Regions from separate parts of the Mus musculus genome. Here region 2 is linked to region 1. Evidence: chromatin contacts called from public Hi-C data. All regions are on one chromosome and are shown on one strand. Each heading gives the region's core, a stretch centred on a gene start, on an enhancer-like site or on the middle of the called end of the contact. The rest is flanking DNA. Distances are from core to core; before and after follow the strand shown. Region 1 has its middle 52 kb from the start of Gadd45g. Region 2 has its middle 58 kb from the start of 4921525O09Rik.

Region 1 (5,819 bases), core at 2,612-5,111:
AATGATGTCCAGGGAAGAAAAACAAACAGGAGTACAATCCAATAATTTTTTTTAAAGTTTTTTGAGGGCTGGAGAGATGGCTCAGTGGTTAAGAAAGAGCACTGACTGCTCTTCCAGAGGTCATGAGTTCAAATCCCAGCAACCACATGGTGGCTCACAGACACCTATAATGAGAAAATAATAATAATAATAATAATAATAATAATAATAATAAAGTTTTTTGAGACAGGGTTGTTTTTGTATAATTCTGGCTGACCTGGAACTTGTTTTGTAGACCAGGCTGGCCTGAACTCAGAGATCCACCTGTCTCTGCCTCCTGAATGTTAGAATTAAAGGCATGTGCCACCACCACCCAGCTCTAACAAAATATTTTTTGAAAGAGCACATTCATATACATGTTATTACAGCATATTATTACAACATTCTGATCTGTGTTGTTATTACTAATTGCTCACCACGTGTGCCTAATGTATTAAACTGTACCATGGGTCTGTATTGTCTATAGTTTTGAGCTTTCAGGAGGGTCTTGGAACACATCTGAATAGACAAAGGGTGGTAACAGTAATACACAGTTTTTTCCCGCAATGGTAACCTGTAACTCTCAACCTTGAGATGTCTCACCTCCACCTGGAGGCTTTCCTTGCCTCCACCTGGAGGACAGCTTTTACTTCTCTCCGCCTGGCTGAAGAGAGTGTGAAGGATCTGGGCAGGGGTGGAGAAAAGAGAGGGGCTGCAGCCTTATGTGCCTGCTCACCATGCTCAAGGTCCAGAGGGCTTGACAGAGGGGCAGAGGATCACAAAGATGATTTGGGCAGCGAAGCACCTGCCATGCAAGCATGGGGACCTAAGATCAGATCACTAGAATCCTCTAGTAAAAAGCTGGCTGTGGTGGTGGATGCCTGTGACCTCGGGGCTCGAGAGGAGGTAGACACAGGTGGATCTCTGGGGCTCACAGGCCAGAAAGCCTAGCCTACATGATGAGCTTCAGGTGCAGAGAGAGAGAGAGAGAGAGAGAGAGAGAGAGAGAGAGAGAGAGCACAAAAAAGATACCCAGCATTGATCTGTCCCCTATATACAAGCATGTGTTCACACACCCAAGCTAAGACTATTACCACACACACACATATATACATGGACACGATATGCACTCTCCTCAAATAGAGAGAAGGAAAGGGGAAGATGGTAGAGATAAGGGCTTTATACCAAAAGGAACTAGTACTCAGTCAAGGAACCTGCAGGAACTTCCTGGGGACCCCACCCATCATTAGGAAGACAGATTGAGCCGGGCCATGCAGAGGTTCCTGTCCACAGAAAGTGACTACACTTATCTGGTGAGTCTGTGGAAAGCCTTGGCAAGCATCTCAGCTGAACCTCCCAAGACCTTGAGTGGCCTCATATGGCTCTGACGTCTTCATGAGCAAGAGGGGAGCAATACAAACAAAAACAAAAATAAAACAAAACAAACAAAAACAGCCCCTTCTGTACTCTATGTGCTGTGCAGAGCCGCTTGGGACAATCACAGCAGAGGGAGAGGAAGGGGAAGCACCAGACAGGTGGTGTGGCCTCGATTGCTAGGCATCTGGACTGGTGAGATCTGAACCCCTGATTGCACCAGGAAAGGGACAGCTTTCTCTTGGACCATCTGGGAAAGGACAAAGGGCCAGGGTGACCCTGCTTGCAGCCAACACTGAGCCTAATCAGGACAGTGTGCTGTTCTTGGAGCTGCCAGCCCTGGGTGAGGCTACACATTCAGGGCAAAAAATTCGGAGCATCCTTCTGCAGGAGACAGAGAAGCTGCTCTGATCTCAGGCCAGGAGCCTCGGGGATCCACTGTGTGTGTGTGTGTGTGTGTGTGTGTGTGTGTGTGTGTGTGTGCCCATGTTAGAGCTCCAGGCCAGACCTTTCAAGAGACTCTGTCCTGAGTCACCCTCAACACTTGTCCCACCCTCTAAGTGATGGCTGAAGTCAGATTTTTTTTTCCCCAGAATCCAATGAGGCTCTGGAATTTGAAGAATAAAATGTGTTCTTTATCGAGGCAGCTGTGAAGGGAGCAGGCAGAGCTTCCAGCGTGGAGCTCAGTAAATGTAGCCCTTTAACTGCCTGAGACGGGCCATGGGCAGCTTGACCTCTCCTTTCAGCCAGGCCTGAGGCCACTGGCTGGCTACTCATCCTTTCAAGTCCCCACCTGGCCTGGATCTGGGCTTCTGCCTTCCTGAAATTACTTCACGACTGGAGTCTCATTGAGGCCTCGCTACAAGTCGGGCTTCAGGGTAACAGAAGACTCCTTGGGGCCCAGCTCCTCCAGTAGCTCAAGGTCTCCTACACCAACCTGCAGGGGCATATTAAGATACAGCCTCCTGGGCAGGTCTGTGCAGTGGGGCTATAGAGAGACATAAGTCAAGTTGGCTGCTAAGGAAATTGGGGGACGTTATCCAGACAATGAAATTTGCAAACAGTATGCGGTAATGAGGAATTGGAAAGGGAAACATTGTGAGCGCCCGACTCGCCAGCAAGAACGACGCCACAATAGGATCCTTCTGCACACGTTTATTGGGAGAGCATTGACTGCATAGGCGAAAGACCCTGAGCCCAGAAATAGTGCTGCTTATATAGGCCTAGGAGTGACGTGTCCATACCTGATTGGTTATGCTACCAGTACCTCATTAATATGCGTCGGGCCAGGCAGTGACTTGGCAAAAAAACTCTTATGCACATGTGCACATTGGTTGTTTACCCATAATCATGGGCGGTGGCCAGTGGTAGCCAGCCCCATCTTGTAATGGCGTTTGCGGCTTCCCACAAAACATGGCTGCTCTGGAGCAAGGGTCCCTTTGGGATGTGGTGGAAAGTTAGTTTGTCACTCCTCAGCAAGAACTGTGCTTCAGATGGTAGAGACAGGGTGTGTCCCAAGGTAGAGATCAGGGTGTGTCCCAAGGTGGAGGTTGTGGCAAGGGCTCAGAGCATGTAGATCAGGAAGGGGGAAAGTATGTGGGTAAATGCAAAGGAGTCAGGCAGTAGATGAGCAATCAGAAGAGCAGGCTGGAGCCAGGAATACCAAGGGAGCTGTGGGCATCTGGAGAGGAATCCTACAGCCAGGTGGGAGAGAAGGGAATTAGGAACAAGGAGGTGAGCTGTCTACCAGAGCTGGAGGTGAAAAGGAGCCAGGCAAGAATCAGGCCTGGGAGGGTACTTGACAGTCAGAGTCAGCCCCAGGAAGGAGCTGGAGAATGGGTAGCCAGAGAGAGCAACCAAAGGTGCATACAAATGCATCCCCAGCATCTGGTCACCTGGACGTCAGCAGCAAGTTTAGCAGAAAGGTAAAAGCCATTACAGAAATCCCCAAGGACATACATAAAAACAAACACTAGAATTCAATCTCTAAAAGTGCATTCGAAGCCACAGGAAGGTGTGGGTGAGGTGTTCATGACCCTGGTAGATGTAACCTTGTTAGGCAGAGCTCAGAATGTGGACGGCGTCAGGAGAAGATGGGGACCCAGAAGCCAGTCACGCAGAAAGCATGTGTAGGCCGGGACAAGCAAGAGCTATAAAACAGAGCAGAAAAGCACGGGGAAACCTTCCACAAGACTAAGGGCTAACGACCAGGCTATATCAAAAGTCTTGTGCAATTAATAACAAAAGACAGCTCTGCTAAACTATAGGCAAAGCAAGACCTTGCCAGACATTACCTAACTTGGCAGCTACGGGGAAGCCAAGGCTTTACCCACAAAGACAAACTCCAGCAGTAGGGAGAGTGTCCTGCCTCCCTGGCAGGTGACACAGAGATCCACCAGTTCTTGGTCACCAGACAGCTCATCAGCTGACATAACTCACAGATCTGGGTCAGCCCATACCATGTGTCCCCAGACTCCTCCCTTCTCCACTACTGCCACCCCAAAGGCCACGGGGTCCACAGTGCAGCTGCAGGCTGGAGACTCAGAGTAAACAAGAAATGGACCTTGATTTTGTTTGGTTCTTTGATTTTTGAGTCTGTTTATTGAAGCTATTAACGTTAATGCAAGTTATTAAATAATACATGCAAAGGAAGAGCCGGAGATGTAGCTCAGTTGACCAAGCGGTATCTACCACCCACAATGCCCTAGATTTGATCCACTGTATCAAATAATCAGAATGTGATAGGATAACATTTACCTATCATCACAGCACAGGCAGTGGAAGCTGGACAGTGTTGGCCACAGAGTGAGTTTAAAGCAACGTAAGAGTTTTTGTGCCTCACAGTACAATAGTTTCTTCTGCTTTACTGAGTCAAAGGATAGAGTTTACTTTAATGTGTCATAGATTTTCCTAAGAAGTGAATTTGAATGCACTGGGTAGGCAAAATGCTTTAACTATGTAAGACCCTGTCCAAAATACACACACACACATGCCTACAAGGAAACAGAAACTTTCAACAACAACAAAAATAAGTTGGTCAAAAAGACACAAGTTCACCCTACTTATATGAAGATTAAAGTAAACTTGGAGTACTATTTCTGTTCTATCTTTATTATTTAAATATCATAAGCACATTATAAACACATGGGGAAACTGGCATCTCCTTGTTCTGTGGGTGGAAGCATCAGTTAGTAAACAATATTAGAGAATAACGTCACAATAACTTCTTAAAAATGAAAATATATGCACACCTTTGAATTAAGAGTTCTGCTTCTAAGAATCTACTCTAAGGGCTGGAGAGATGGATCGGTGGTTGAAGTGCTTGCTCACAAGGCTAAGGAACATGGTTCAAATATCCAGAAGCCATGTGAAAGGAAAAATATTGGATTAGGATCCCTAAGATCATGTTCTCAGCAAAAAGGAAATTTACTTGTCCCAGAGGGACAGAGGGCAAGAATAAGGGACAACCACAGGACATAGAGGATGAGAGACAGGGGGAAGGAAACAAGGAAGAAAGAGTATTTGTCTCAGAAAAGGACAAAGGACTGCCTCTGGATAGAGAGGAAACACGCATGGCCCATAGGCAAATGTCGGTTTATAAAGGTAAAAGGGGAGACCTCATGTAAGGGTGAGGTGTTTAATTGTAATTGAGCATGTTAATTAGATGATCCAAAGGGGGCTTTTGATGGTTTGACTTCAATACTTTGATAGCTGGACCTTGGTATTCAGTCTCAGGAGGAGGAAGTGGCTATATAAGGGAGTAGACCTTGGGGGCTAGCTTTAGGAATGTAATCTAACGGGTTTTATCAAGGCAGAGGTAATCAGGGAGAAGAATAAGGCCTGCCAGAGCCTTCCCTGCCATGCTCAAGCTGGCCAGAGTACCTTCACCATGTAAATCCCAGGTGGGTCTGGATGCCTGACTATAATTCAAGCCCCCAAAGAGAGAGAGATGGGATCCTAATGAAGTTGGCTAATGAGAGTAGGTGTATCTGTGAGCTCTGGATTTGATTGAGAAAACTTGCCTCAATAAGTTGGAAGATTGATTGAGGATTTGTGGCATCGACCCATGGCTTCCGCATGCACCTGCACATATGCATAAGCATGCACACACACAAAAAGAAAAATCTATTCTATAGACATATTCCTAGTGGTTATACATTGTACACATATGTACACACATATATACATTCCTCCAGGTATAGTGTGTGTGTGTGTGTGTATGTGTGTGTGTGTGTGTGTGTGTGTGTGTGTGTGTGTGTGTGTGTGTGTGTGTGTGTACAAAAGTTCAAAACAACCTAACTGGCCAAGAGCAAGGCTCATTTAAGTTAATGAAAATGCTCTCATTTCAAAGACCGAGTCCGAGGAGACAAACCAGTGAGAAGAATCTGCTTCTGTAAATACAGATGGAGACCCATGATTCAGCCTGT
Region 2 (5,354 bases), core at 396-2,895, 260 kb before region 1:
ATTCTGCTATTCTGGAAAACCCTAACTAATACATATAGTGGGTGGTACATGCTTTTAATCCAAGCACTCAGGAGGCAGAGGCAGATTGAGCTCTATAAGTTTGTGGCCCATCTGGTCCACAGTGAGTTCTAAATCATCTAAGGCTACATAGCAAGACTTTAAATAAATAAAAAAGATGAACAAACAGAACAACAATAAAATAAATCCTTCCAAGAACACAAGTCCTGTCTATATTTATTCAGTGCTGTATCTCCCATGCCTGGAGGAAAGAGCCCGGACCCCAAATTCCATCCAGGCGTCTTTCCCGAGACCAAATACTACCTTTGCTTTAGGGGTTGAAGCTTCCCGCAAAGATAGAGTCCAGGCTTCTCAGGATCCCCACTGTGGACCCATAACTAGTGCCCCAGAGGCTGCGCCCCAACCCCACCCTAGCAGACATGTGCAGAGATGGACACTCCTATTCATCTGAGGCTTAGTCTAGATCTGTAATTTCAATTTCCTAAAGAAGGAAAGAGGCCACGAGACCCTTAGCCTATCCTCTTGTGATAGCTAAGGTCTACACCCATCCAATTAGCAGCCCAGGCGTGAACTCTTCTGTGTGAGAGAGCCCTGTCAGCCAAGGGAGCTGGAGCCCAAGAGGCTCTTTCTCCCTACCTGTTGAACTCTGAGACCCCTGCAGCTGCAGGTTCTGAGACATAAGACTCTCTAGCTCCACACCACAAACCTAGGGATTGGGGCTCCCCACTGGATGGAGACCCATCTCCCAAGCCCCCTGCATTCTTGTATACATCTCTGCAAGTGTGTGCCTGACACTGAAGGAGGCTGAGTAGTTCTGGCTGGACCTTGTAAGTTGTTTTACTTCCAGTGCCGGGGATTGAACTCAGGACCTCACGCATGCTAGGCAGGTTCTCTAAGGTCATCCTCAGCCCCCAAGAGCCACCGATGTAAAGGACAGAGGGATCCTAGGTAGAGCACACCTTCCCAGGTCGTCACTTCCCTCTGGCCTCTCCAGGCTTCTTAGAGAAAGACAATATAGCTGGATGTTACCTAACCCTAATTCTGTTGCTATGACATCTGGACTTCCAGACCTGACTCTAATCCTCATTAATTGGATCCCCAGCTTCCAAATGTTTCCTCTTGTTTCTCTAAGTCTCTCTGCAAGAGGAACGAACACCGCAAGTCAGTAGGCCTTCAGTTATATATAGGTCAGGAGGTTGTGGGTCAGTTCTGCAAACCGTTTATTGATTTACATTCTTACGTCTTCCTGGTCTCCTCTGAACACGTGTCACTTTCACTTTGAGAAAGAAAACTGTACATGCCTGCGCCACTCAAGTTAAACTTTGTCAGGAAGCTCCAAGAGCACTCTGTGAGTGTGGGTCTCAAAGTACCCAAGCTGGTAGAAGAACTCGGGCTTTGAGCCAACCAAAATCGTCCACTTGGCTATTTCAAGTCTTTTCCCCTTCTTCAGTACAGTGATGAGTGGCACCCGGATAAAGTTTTTGTTTACCAAAAGTTCCTCCCAGAATAGAAACTGCCCACAATATTTTTCTTGTGGAGGACATTTAGCGGGCCATGGTGTTCAGAGCTGATGCTTTCTGCTGTACAAAGCAGAGCTGGGTGTCACCTCTGGACTCTGCCAGAGGAGGCAAGGACCTTGTTCCTAACCAACCTTGGGACTCTCAGATCTCTGGAATGTTTCAGTACTGCCTGGTCTAAGTGAGTGTTTTGTTTGGTTGATTTTGTAACTTAAAGCTTGGGCAAGCTGTTCAGCTTCTTTTCTCCCTGCTAGCAGAAGCCAGCAAAAAGAAAATTATGACAGGGTCCCATGGGTGAGGATAGAATTTCCAACAAGCTAGTCTTTTAGGAGGGTGACCCATCTAGAGATGACAAATGGTCAGTCCCAAAGGCAGCAGCTGGCCTCACTGTAAATCCAGGTTCAGGGTCCTTTAAAGCATACACCTGTTGCAAGGGAGTCCCTGTCACAAGCCTGCAGCTGTGGGTGCCGTTTGCAGCCCGCTTATGTCAACACGCACCATGGGGCTGGTCAACGGGTGGCGTGAGGATCTGATGATGGATGCATTTTATGACAGCGCCTGTTGCCCGGCAGAAAAACACCCCGTATGATTTAATAGGACCACAGCAAATCCTAACAGCAAAACATTCATCTGGCGAAGGCTGCAGACTCTTACACAGCTCTTGCCAGGTTTCTATGGTGATGATGTTCATTGTAAGCACAGAACAAGCACCGATTCACAGTGTCCAGCAGAGGCTACAGTCTCCTCCACCCTCCTGCTTGCTTGCTGCAGGCAGCCGTGGCTTCCATGCTAAACGTGCACCCTGGAGTAAAATCAAGTCCCCTTGCACTCTCCGTCCCCCCAGAGAGGAGTGGAGCGTGCAGACACAAAGCAAACAGAGATGCTAGCAGGGTGTTGGGATGCACCAAATAAATGGTAACACCAATCTGTTCAGCTGATCACTGTTTTTATTCTTGCCCTCTTTATTAACATGGCTGAGGAAGCATACCACAGCTCATGGGTGGAGATCACAGGACAACCTCTGCTGGTCCTATTAAACCATACAGGGACTTTTTGCCTGAGACACTCTTACTGTCCCCTACTGCACACTCCAAGGCTAGCTGACCCTCACGCTTCTGTGGCTCCTTGTCTTAGCCTCCCATCTCACTGTAAGAATGCTGGGCTTACAGATGTGTCTGCTACTGCATCTGGCCCCTCTGATGCACCTTCAAGTTTAAAAACGTTAGCATTTTTGTGGACGGGGGTGGGGGTGGCTAGGTAAATTTCCAGATGAAGAGTTGTATTGAGGAATTTGTTCTCTGAGGGAATTTCAGAGCCATCTCTATGTACATTGTGATCCAATCTGGGACAATCTTGCAAACAGGGACAGCAAATCCCTGCCAAGATCTGGTGTGTGATCATTCAGGTCTCATCTGCTGCTTGCAAAATCCTGGGAAACTGGCCTGTTTGTCTGGAAGAACCAAGTGCTGTGCCAGCAGCAGACCCTGGCTCACAGCTCTGTTCAATACTGTTTGACATCCCTGCAACGTGATGGGTTCTCAGCTCTGCCACCAGGACTTCCAGTATGCGAGAGCCACTATGGATTCTTCTCTGTCACAGATGTGTCTTGTATAGCTGACAGGTCATCCCCAGCCTCTGAAACATCCCTGTTCTCATCACCATCATGATCTTATTAATAATAATACTAAAAGACCCTCCCCCACATACACACTTTTAAAAAAATGAAGTTCCTCTCTCTCCCTTATGCATCTTTAGCTCATCTAGGAAAAATGAATTTTAAACTGTTTGTAAGTCTATGTGGTTTACTTTGGCAGAGCTGTGGCTCAGAGCAGAACTGGGCAAGTCCCCCTGGGAAGACAATCAGCCAGGCTGCTGAGGGAAACAGGGATCTGCACCAGGCAGGAACATTTCTAGGCAAAGGGACTCTTGGACAGGACAATGTTTGATCTCAGAAGGTCAGCCCTCATACGCACAGGCAGAGGGCAGGCTGACGTCGCTCCCAGGTTTGAGCAAGGCCCTTCCAGGAAGCTGATTTGTTATTTTGGGCAGGGACAACGGAGGTTGATGTGTGTTGGGGGTAAGGTTTCCTACTGTGGGGTTCTGACAGTTCCTGATATTTTCATAAACAAGTCTTCAAATGTTGACCAACAGCAGCATGAAGAGTGGATTTCAACGCCATCGTGTCTGGAGGGATACGGAGTTGGGCAGAAGGCCGTCGCCACGCTGTGGCAATCTCTGCCCTTCTCTTGCATGTAGAATAAAGTGGAAAGACGGAGGGCAGGTCCTGGCTAACGTGTCCCTCCTCAGCTGCTCTCATGTGGCCCACAACCACAAACCAAGGAAGAAATCGCTTGTCAGTGTAAAAAAGAAACTTAAGAGTCATCCTTCATCCCTCGTTCCTTTTACAAAACTCTTTATGTAAAGTGACCAGAGACAATAAATAGGTACAATTCCCAGAACAAGAGAGCCAGGGGACCAGGCAGGGAGGGGACGGTCCACAGTCTCCAAAAGCCAGTTACGTCCTCTTACTTTCCAAAAGCCAAACCAGGCAGAACAAATATCAACTGAAATTGTGAAATAGGAGGAACATAATCACCCCCAGATCTGTAGACACAGTAAACCAGGCTCCCACCAAAGAATGTTTTAAAAACAAGCTTGGAAGGACTGGGACTTACTAAAACAGCTAGGAGATAGTTTGCTTCATCCCTCAAAACAAAACAAAATACCAACAATCACAACAACAACAACAACAACAACAACAATGACAACAACATAACCCTGCAAACCTCAGAAGAGCCCCCAAGATGTTGGCAGTGCAAACATGGCTCCTTATAATGGAGCCAGCAGGGTGAGGGAGTGTTTTCCTTCTCAAAGATTACACAGGAATTAAAGAGTTCCACTTTTGTGTTCTGGGCTTAGGGGCTGGAATTCTGTCACTGTCCTCTGACCCCAATGTGCCAGCCAAAGTTCCTCCCGTGGAGACTTGACACCAGGCTATGACCTTTCTGTGACTGCCCACGGTGACACCTAGATCCTTCTCCATCATCCTTGCTGTCCAGTCAGAAAGACAAGTGGGAGGTCCCCTCAGTCCCCAAATACAGCTGCCCCCAGCCAGGCCAAAGCAAAAGCTTGCCTCTGGGAACTACTCTCACCTACAGGAAGGAAGATGTGGTCTGCTTGACCTCAGGCCCCCAAGTTTGCTGCATAACTGAGTATTGAGTGCATGTGTGAGTGTGTGTGTGTGTGTGTGTGTGTGTGTGTGTGTGTGTGTTTCTGCATCCTGGCTGACCCTGTCCATTTTCTCAAAGATAACAGTGCTGACTCGGCACTATCATTATTGGAAGGGCAAGGAATCCATACAGCCTGTGAAGCACAGGGGAACACCGCCAGTGCTTTCTGTCTGGGTGCCTCTCTCTGGAAATCGCCAAGCTTGCAGGGGCTGCTCCTGCATACCTCCCAAGAAGTCAGACCACTTGCACGAAAGGCAGCCTCAAACACTCCATCAGATTTTATAACCCAGACCCTTCAGAACCCCGCCTGCTGAGTCCAGTGTGGTGACTAAGATCACCCTCCCAAGGGGCAGGACTCTGCTGATCCTGGGCTAGCTTGGCCTCACTTTTCTTTGAGACTTGGAGCTCTGGGATCAGTCTTAGCACCCGTCCCACATCCAAGGGCACAGCTCAGCACAGTCTGTTGAGGCGGAGGAGCTTCTGGACAAACCGGTTTTCTCTGCAGCAAAAACTTCAGCCAAGCAGATCAAAGAGAGATAACACGTGTTTATGCTGCCTGTGTGCACACACTATACGTGCGCACATGTAC

The links. A called contact is a pair of places that touch in the nucleus more often than the background predicts.
Region 2: a contact with region 1 is called in a Hi-C map of liver, with 5 times the contacts expected there. The contact joins two enhancer-like sites. A contact is called at or near these places in 3 of 484 Hi-C or Micro-C datasets (bone marrow-derived macrophages, liver and uterus), 3 of 115 datasets of contacts at active chromatin or transcription factors (effector CD8 T cells, large pre-B cells and memory CD8 T cells) and 1 of 9 other capture datasets (embryonic stem cells).

Annotation. Positions count from the first base shown.
Region 1 is chr13:51,895,778-51,901,596 of GRCm38.p6, reverse strand. No RefSeq gene overlaps it. Among named protein-coding and RNA genes, the nearest start is that of Gadd45g, 52 kb to the right of the region's middle. Within about 2 kb of position 3,861, at least 7 of the 459 cell types and tissues checked have an H3K27ac peak or open chromatin away from gene starts, as enhancers often do. A contact at or near this core is called in liver, where this site is marked.
Region 2 is chr13:52,151,917-52,157,270 of GRCm38.p6, reverse strand. No RefSeq gene overlaps it. Among named protein-coding and RNA genes, the nearest start is that of 4921525O09Rik, 58 kb to the right of the region's middle. Within about 2 kb of position 1,645, at least 116 of the 459 cell types and tissues checked have an H3K27ac peak or open chromatin away from gene starts, as enhancers often do. A contact at or near this core is called in liver, where this site is marked.